Linked DNA regions of Mus musculus: region 2 is linked to region 1. A link is a contact called in public promoter capture Hi-C data. All regions are on one chromosome and are shown on one strand. The core of a region is the stretch at or near the end of the contact, and the rest is flanking DNA. Distances in the headings are between cores, read along the strand shown.

Region 1 (3,098 bases), core at 594-3,093:
GGCGAGGGAAGGGCACCATATTTACAGCCAGTTTCCGCAGGTCAGCATTTAGCTGGCCAGGGAATCGCAGGCAAGTGGTTACCCCACTCATGGTGGCGGACACTAGATGGTTCAGGTCACCGTAAGTGGGTGTGGTCAGCTTTAGGGTTCTGAAGCAGATGTCATAAAGTGCTTCATTATCAATACAATAGGTCTCATCTGTGTTTTCAACCAGCTGGTGGACTGAAAGGGTGGCATTGTAGGGCTCAACCACTGTGTCCGACACCTTGGGGGAAGGTACCACACTGAAGGTGTTCATGATTCTGTCTGGGTACTCCTCCCGGATCTTGCTGATAAGGAGGGTACCCATCCCAGACCCAGTCCCCCCACCCAGGGAGTGGGTCAGCTGGAAGCCCTGCAGGCAGTCACAGCTCTCAGCTTCCTTTCTCACAACGTCCAACACCGAGTCAACCAGCTCTGCACCTTCTGTGTAGTGCCCCTTGGCCCAGTTGTTCCCAGCCCCACTCTGACCTGTAAGAGAAAACAGTAGGTCACACTAAGTATGTGCCCAAGGGGCCAAATGACATGAGGTGACACTGAATAAAGTGTACAGACCCAAAACAATCTGCCATGTTAAAAAAAAGGGGAGAGGGGGTGCTGTGCATAATGGCACAAGCTTTTAATCCCAGCACTTGGTAGGCAGGTAGTTCTGAGTTTAAGGTCAGCCTGGTCTACAGTTAAAGAGGCCAGGCAGGGATACATAGATTGGGGATGGGGGGTGGGGGAGACCAGACGGAGATGTACAGAACACACTAGAGCTAAGACAGTAAATACTTCCAAAGGCACCCCTGCCAATGTTCAAGGAGAGTACAGGGCCCCTGCCACTAGGTCAGGTCTTCTCATACTCTCTACTAGCAACTAATCTACCCGCAGTCAGTTGGACCTTCCTCCTAAAGCTGCTTTCGGCCAAGGGATTGAGTGACTCAGAGGGCAAGAAAGTGTACACCTGGTGGCTATTAAGGAAGAACTTTAGGTCAGCCCCTTGACCTTTGAGCCTCATGGGTAGCAAGCCCGTCCACACCTCCACCACACTCACCAAAGACGAAGTTATCAGGTCTGAAGATCTGCCCGAAGGGCCCTGAACGCACCGAGTCCATGGTGCCGGGCTCCAAGTCCACGAGCACGGCGCGGGGCACATACTTGCCACCTGGTTGGGACAGGGGGACGTCAAGTGTGCTCAAACTGGAAGGGTGGTGAGGAGGATGGATGGGGTAGAGGAGCCTTACCGGTGGCTTCGTTGTAGTACACGTTGATGCGCTCCAGCTGGAGGTCGCTATCTCCGTGGTAAGTGCCAGTGGGATCAATGCCATGCTCGTCGCTGATTACCTCCCAGAACTGCAAGGGAGTCGGGCGTTAGCTGAGTCACGCCGGCCGGCCGGTGCGCTCCAAGGCAGCCCCGCCCCGGATGGGTGCGGCAGGCCCTCCCCCTCCCTCCAGTCTCAGGAGCGCCAGGGCGACGAATCCCTAAGGGCCGCGCACCGTCCGCCCCACCGACACCAGCCACCGGCGCTACGTCTCGGCCCAGCGTACGCCGGTATCCAGGACGCAATGAAGGGCGACGCTCCGGGCCGCTTCCGCCATCTTCCCCGGCTGGCTGTCCCAGTGGCGTCTGGCTCGCAGAAACCTAGCCTCCTACCTTGGCGCCAATCTGGTTGCCGCACTGCCCAGCCTGCAGGTGCACGATCTCCCTCATGGCGGCGGCGACTGCGGAACAGCTGTAGAAGAGGAGCACTTCGGGAGGAGCAGGCGCACAGAGTGCTACAACCGACGCTCTGCCAACATTTATATACCTCTTATGACCCGCCCTCGTCAGCACAGGATTGGGCTTTCAGAACGAGGCCACGAATTATCCTTGTCTGATTGGCTACATTTCCGTCAATCGAGCGGTCTGGGGCCCGCCTTCCCAACAATATACTCTCATTATTGGTCACGCTTGCCTACGGCTCCCCCTATCACAATCCCCGCCCTGGCGCCGCAGTGCTCAATCCATTGGGTGTTTCAAATGATTGATTTGCACTTCCATTGGCTGCCTCCTGGGAGCACTCCGAGAGCCTGACACTATTGGCTGCGCTGTTTTGGCGTCCTGGTAACCGCCGCAGTGCAGCGCGCGGGTGGGACGTGGAAAGCCAGCTTCCGGCTGAAAGGGAGGGGGCGACTTTTCAGAGCTTTGTGGGCTCGGGCGGCTTGGTAGGTCTGGCAGCTGCTGCGGGGAGAGAAAGGAGACGCGGGCAGGCATTGTCGATCCGGAACACACCTTGCAAGCCTCAAGCTGAGGCGAATTGAAACGCTAACAATAATAGGCTCTGGATGAGGCGCCGGGCCCTTCCGGGACGCACTGGGCAGGCGCGGGGTCCTCTGTCTCTATCTGTCTCTCTCTCTCTCCCCCCTCCCCTCTCCCCCCCCCCCTTCTCTCTTCCCCTCCCCACCCCACCCCTGGGAGGGCCATCCCTCCGCCCCTTCGGCCTCCCTAGATGTTGTGGAAACTTGCTGGCCAAGAGCCGGTTTCCTTGGAGCCTGAGTTCCAAGTGCGCACAGAGCTGCATGGAGACTACAGGGCTGGGCATGCCTGGCCATGACTGTTAGAGGGAAAAACAAACAAACAAACGTGTGCAAGTCCCTGTCCTGTAATGGAGAGCAATACATGTACATATTTCTTTTTTTTTTTTTCAGGGTCAGGTCCAAAGCACCCCTACCCCCAAAATGGTAGTGCTGACATTGTCCTAAACAGGACTTGACCAGGTAAACAAGCTTAAAAGTTTCTGTTTACCAGAAGAGCAGGTCTCTTAAAGTGATTTCTGTTCACCTTAACTTTAACCTTCCCTCCCAAGTCAGCTACCTCTCGAAGGCAAGTAGTTCTGAAACAATCCTTTTTCTCCATTTGCTCCCCCCACCTTGGCATTTTGATCCCCAATATCTTTCTGCCCACAAAATGGTCTAGTTGGTAATTTCTCTACGCCATTGCTTATGAGACAGAGTCGTCTGGCCTGTAACCTGGAATTCTGCCTTAGCCTCCAGAATGCAAGGACTACAGTTCTTAGTCTTCATGTCTGATGTGTAAC
Region 2 (3,326 bases), core at 129-2,628, 1.7 Mb after region 1:
GTACATGGAGGACTTCATAAAAGATGAACTCTTTCTCCAGTTGAAATCTATCATTAGATAGTTGGCAGCTTCTTGGAGATAATTCATCTGATCTGGGTTGTGAAATCCACTTGCAAAATGGTGGGTTTTCCAGCTGAAGATCCTGAGGTGAGCCGCTCACAAACTTGGCTATGAAGCCATCTTCTTAGAGAGCTGCTACTCAGGAAGATAAAACTGGGTCACTGAGAATTATGTCAACGAAACCCATCACAAGAGGAAGACCTTGGTCCATACAATTTTAAAATTATGTATTTAATGCAAAATCGTGGCATTAGAAACTTTTCCAAAAGGGGTAGAAATGCCTTTAAAAAGATCAGCTCACAGGAAAATGGTTCAACAGAACTGAAGGTGAACATGGGGAGGTGACACCCCTCAAAAGGAGGGGTAGAGAAGCTCATTTGAAGATGGTCACACACACCCAACCTTCGAGTACTCTAGGCCAAAAAATGCCTCCTCGTATCACCGACAGCCACGAACACACTAAGTGAACCAAAACTGGCTGGCGGGTGGGCCCCGGCACCATTCAGCCTCCAGGGCTAGTTCAGGTTATATTATGACTTCGCAGATCTAACGGGACAATTTCAGAAGTCAAAGCCTCACACTCACACAACTCCCACCCCATCCGTCGAACTTAATTGTAAAAAGTGGTGCCACCTGCGCCTCTCTCCGGCTCTAACCCTGCCCAGCTAGTCGCTCGGGCCCAGACTCATCCCAGGCCTTCCCTGCGGTTCACAAGCCACCTGTACACTTGGGAAGGCGAGCCAAGGGGCAGGCTCCTCTCCTTCGGCAGCGTGGACCCAGATCGGGCAACCGGAGCAGAGTCCACGCAAAGAAGGAAGGGCCAGGACGGTCCTGGACAAGGGCGGAGGGGCCACGCAGCGGGGCGCACAGAGTACCCCCTTCCCCAGAGGTCCCCAAGGAGCCGCCGCGGTTCAGAGGGCAGAGGGCACAGAGCAGCACCGCGGGCCCCGGGAGCCTCCCTGGCCGCCACCCCCAACCCCCCGCCCAGCCTCCCCTCGGATTTCTCCGTAGAGCTAGGCAGGACGGCGAGGACGGGCGTCCGTGGGGCCGTGACGGCCAGCGGGCTGTGGGGCAGGCCGCACCTGGTCGGCGAAGTCCTCGGCCGTGCCCATCAGGTCGTTCTGTCCCATGGCGGCGGCGGAAGGCTCAGCTGGCAGGTCCTGGGCGCTCGCGCCTGCTGCGGCCTCCACAGGAAGTACCCGGCGGCCGGCCTCGCTGAGCCGCGGCTGCTCTAGCGGCTGCCACGTAGGCCAAGCCTTAAAGGGACCGCGCCTCCCGCCGCGCCCCGCCCCGCCTGCCGCGCGCCCTCACGCTCCAGGCCCCGCCCGCCACGCTCGAGGAGCCTGGCGCCGGCGCACCGCCCTTCACGAACAGGCCCCGCCTCCGCCGCGCGCCCTTCACAGGTAGACCCCGCCCCCACACCCCAGGCCCCGCCCCTCCAGCCCCTACGGACCACCCCTAGCCCTTCAGCCTCTAGAACCCGAAGCGCTGACCACTTTCCACCCTCACCAAGCAGCAGGTCCCGCCCACCGTGCTGGTAGACTTCCTGCCACCTGTGTCTCCCGCCCGTAGTACTTGCGGCCCCGCCTGCCGCGTCGTCAGTCTCTGCCCCGCCCTCCACCCTACCCAACACACCGGGGCCCTGCCCTTCGTCCGAAACACGGCTCCCTATTCTCTGTGGCTTCTTTAAGGGGCATAGTACGAGTATGCCATGTACGAGCCAAAGTGCTAAGCAGACACGCCCCGGGTTGAGGGTTATGGAAGGCAGGTGGAGGGGCTGAGGAGGTGGGGTGGGCACACGGAGCAGTCACTACCGAGCATGCTCAAACGAGGGTTCGACTACCGGCCTGGCTCGAGGGCTTTGCCCGGTAGTAGGACAGTGAGGCAGTGTCTCCACGAGATACCATGGAAAAATATCAGGTGCTGAGATGCCCCCACAACCAAGGTCCAGTGTCCTTGGGCAGCGGGACAGGTCCGAGGGCCACACAGCCAGGCCCAGCCTCCATCACAGGGTGACCCTATGATCCCCGCATGTTTCCTCCTCCGAGTTCTCCTCCTTTGAGTCCTCCCAGGGCCTCAGTTTCCCTCTAAAATGATGACCAACCCCCAAGTCTGACCACTGGTTGGAGAATGGTGCACGTGCCCTTCCCCTTCCCTCCATGTATGGGGTCTTTAAAGGCAGAACCTGAGTGGTTGTTTTTTTAATCGCTTTTTTCCTCACATGTCAGCCTCATTAATTGTTAGACTCGGCTTATAAAAGCTTCAGTTTCGCTCATTTTCTTTTCCTCTTTTCCAGTATTCTTTGAGAGAAGGCTTACATGCGTTAGCCAAGCAAATGCACTTCTGATGGCCAGAAATGTTTAGAGAAAAACAAAAAACAAACCACTGCTCACTACCTGGGCTGAGCTCCAACGGACACCCTGTATTCCCTGTATGCTAATTATCCTTCCCGTACTGCCTACATATCTTGTCCCCTACCCCACGCTGACAGTGGCCTCTGTACTCAGGCCTCAGCCACCTTCTACCTGACAGCACTGATCTTGTAGAGTTCTGGCTTACAGACCAGTTCTGAAGGTGTGGCTTCAAAGATGAGCTCTGGCTCAGACCCCAGTCCCACAGCCACAGGCAAGGACCTTGCTCCTAGGCCCCAGTATCTATCTCTCAAGTGAATTGTAGGCAGCACCAGTGCAGGTTACAGAGGATGGCTGGGAAGCACTTCCTTCAGTACTGTGCCCTAGACGAAGCTATGACTGCACCAGTTACACAAATCACAGGCCTTGTTTGGATGTTCATTTTGGCGAAGGGTACTAGATGGGGTATCACTAGGGTTAAGAGCCACTTCTGCCCCCAGCCCCACCCCCCAACTGTCTCTTACCTATAAGGCTGCCCCTGTAGGCTTGGGGAAGGCCATAGGCTATAAAATAAGAGTTCCAGAATGGGCTTCGAGGGAAATTGTATTGGCCCCACCCTGGAAGGCTTCTCAATCCATCACCTAAGGCCATTTCCTCTACAACAAAATTGAGAGAAGAAGCCATACTTGGGGGTGGAGTGTGGAACCATCACATGTAGGAAGTAGAGAATAATGTGACGTTCTCAAAGTCTCTCTCTTCCTTGAGGATAGCTATTGCAAATGCTGAATCCTGGAGCCTTAGGGGTGAACCTGGTGGTGGAAGAACTGGAAACTGAAACCAAGTTCTTGATAAAGCAGGTAAGGTGCAGAGCCCCTTGCTCCCAAGTTACAGAGGTCTCTCAGACTCCAGAAATCC

The links. Promoter capture Hi-C pulls out the DNA fragments that hold promoters and counts their contacts.
Region 2: a promoter capture Hi-C map of pre-B cells shows a contact between it and region 1, with 4 times the contacts expected there. The contact joins the promoter of Surf4 here to the promoter of Tubb4b in region 1. A contact is called at or near these places in 2 of 39 promoter capture datasets (cranial neural crest and pre-B cells).

Annotation. Positions count from the first base shown.
Region 1 is chr2:25,222,859-25,225,956 of GRCm38.p6, forward strand. It overlaps Tubb4b (tubulin, beta 4B class IVB), which reads right to left and starts at 1,844. Exons shown (of 4, transcript NM_146116.2): 1 at 1,676-1,844; 2 at 1,266-1,374; 3 at 1,076-1,186; 4 at 1-510. The coding sequence starts at 1,732.
Region 2 is chr2:26,932,133-26,935,458 of GRCm38.p6, forward strand. It overlaps Surf4 (surfeit gene 4), which reads right to left and starts at 1,379. Exons shown (of 6, transcript NM_011512.3): 1 at 1,143-1,379. The coding sequence starts at 1,190. Stkld1 (serine/threonine kinase-like domain containing 1) reads left to right here and starts at 1,924. Exons shown (of 19, transcript NM_001379463.1): 1 at 1,924-1,980; 2 at 3,182-3,268. The coding sequence starts at 1,966. It overlaps Gm36591 (a long non-coding RNA gene), which reads right to left and starts at 1,136. Exons shown (of 2, transcript XR_374179.1): 1 at 1-1,136.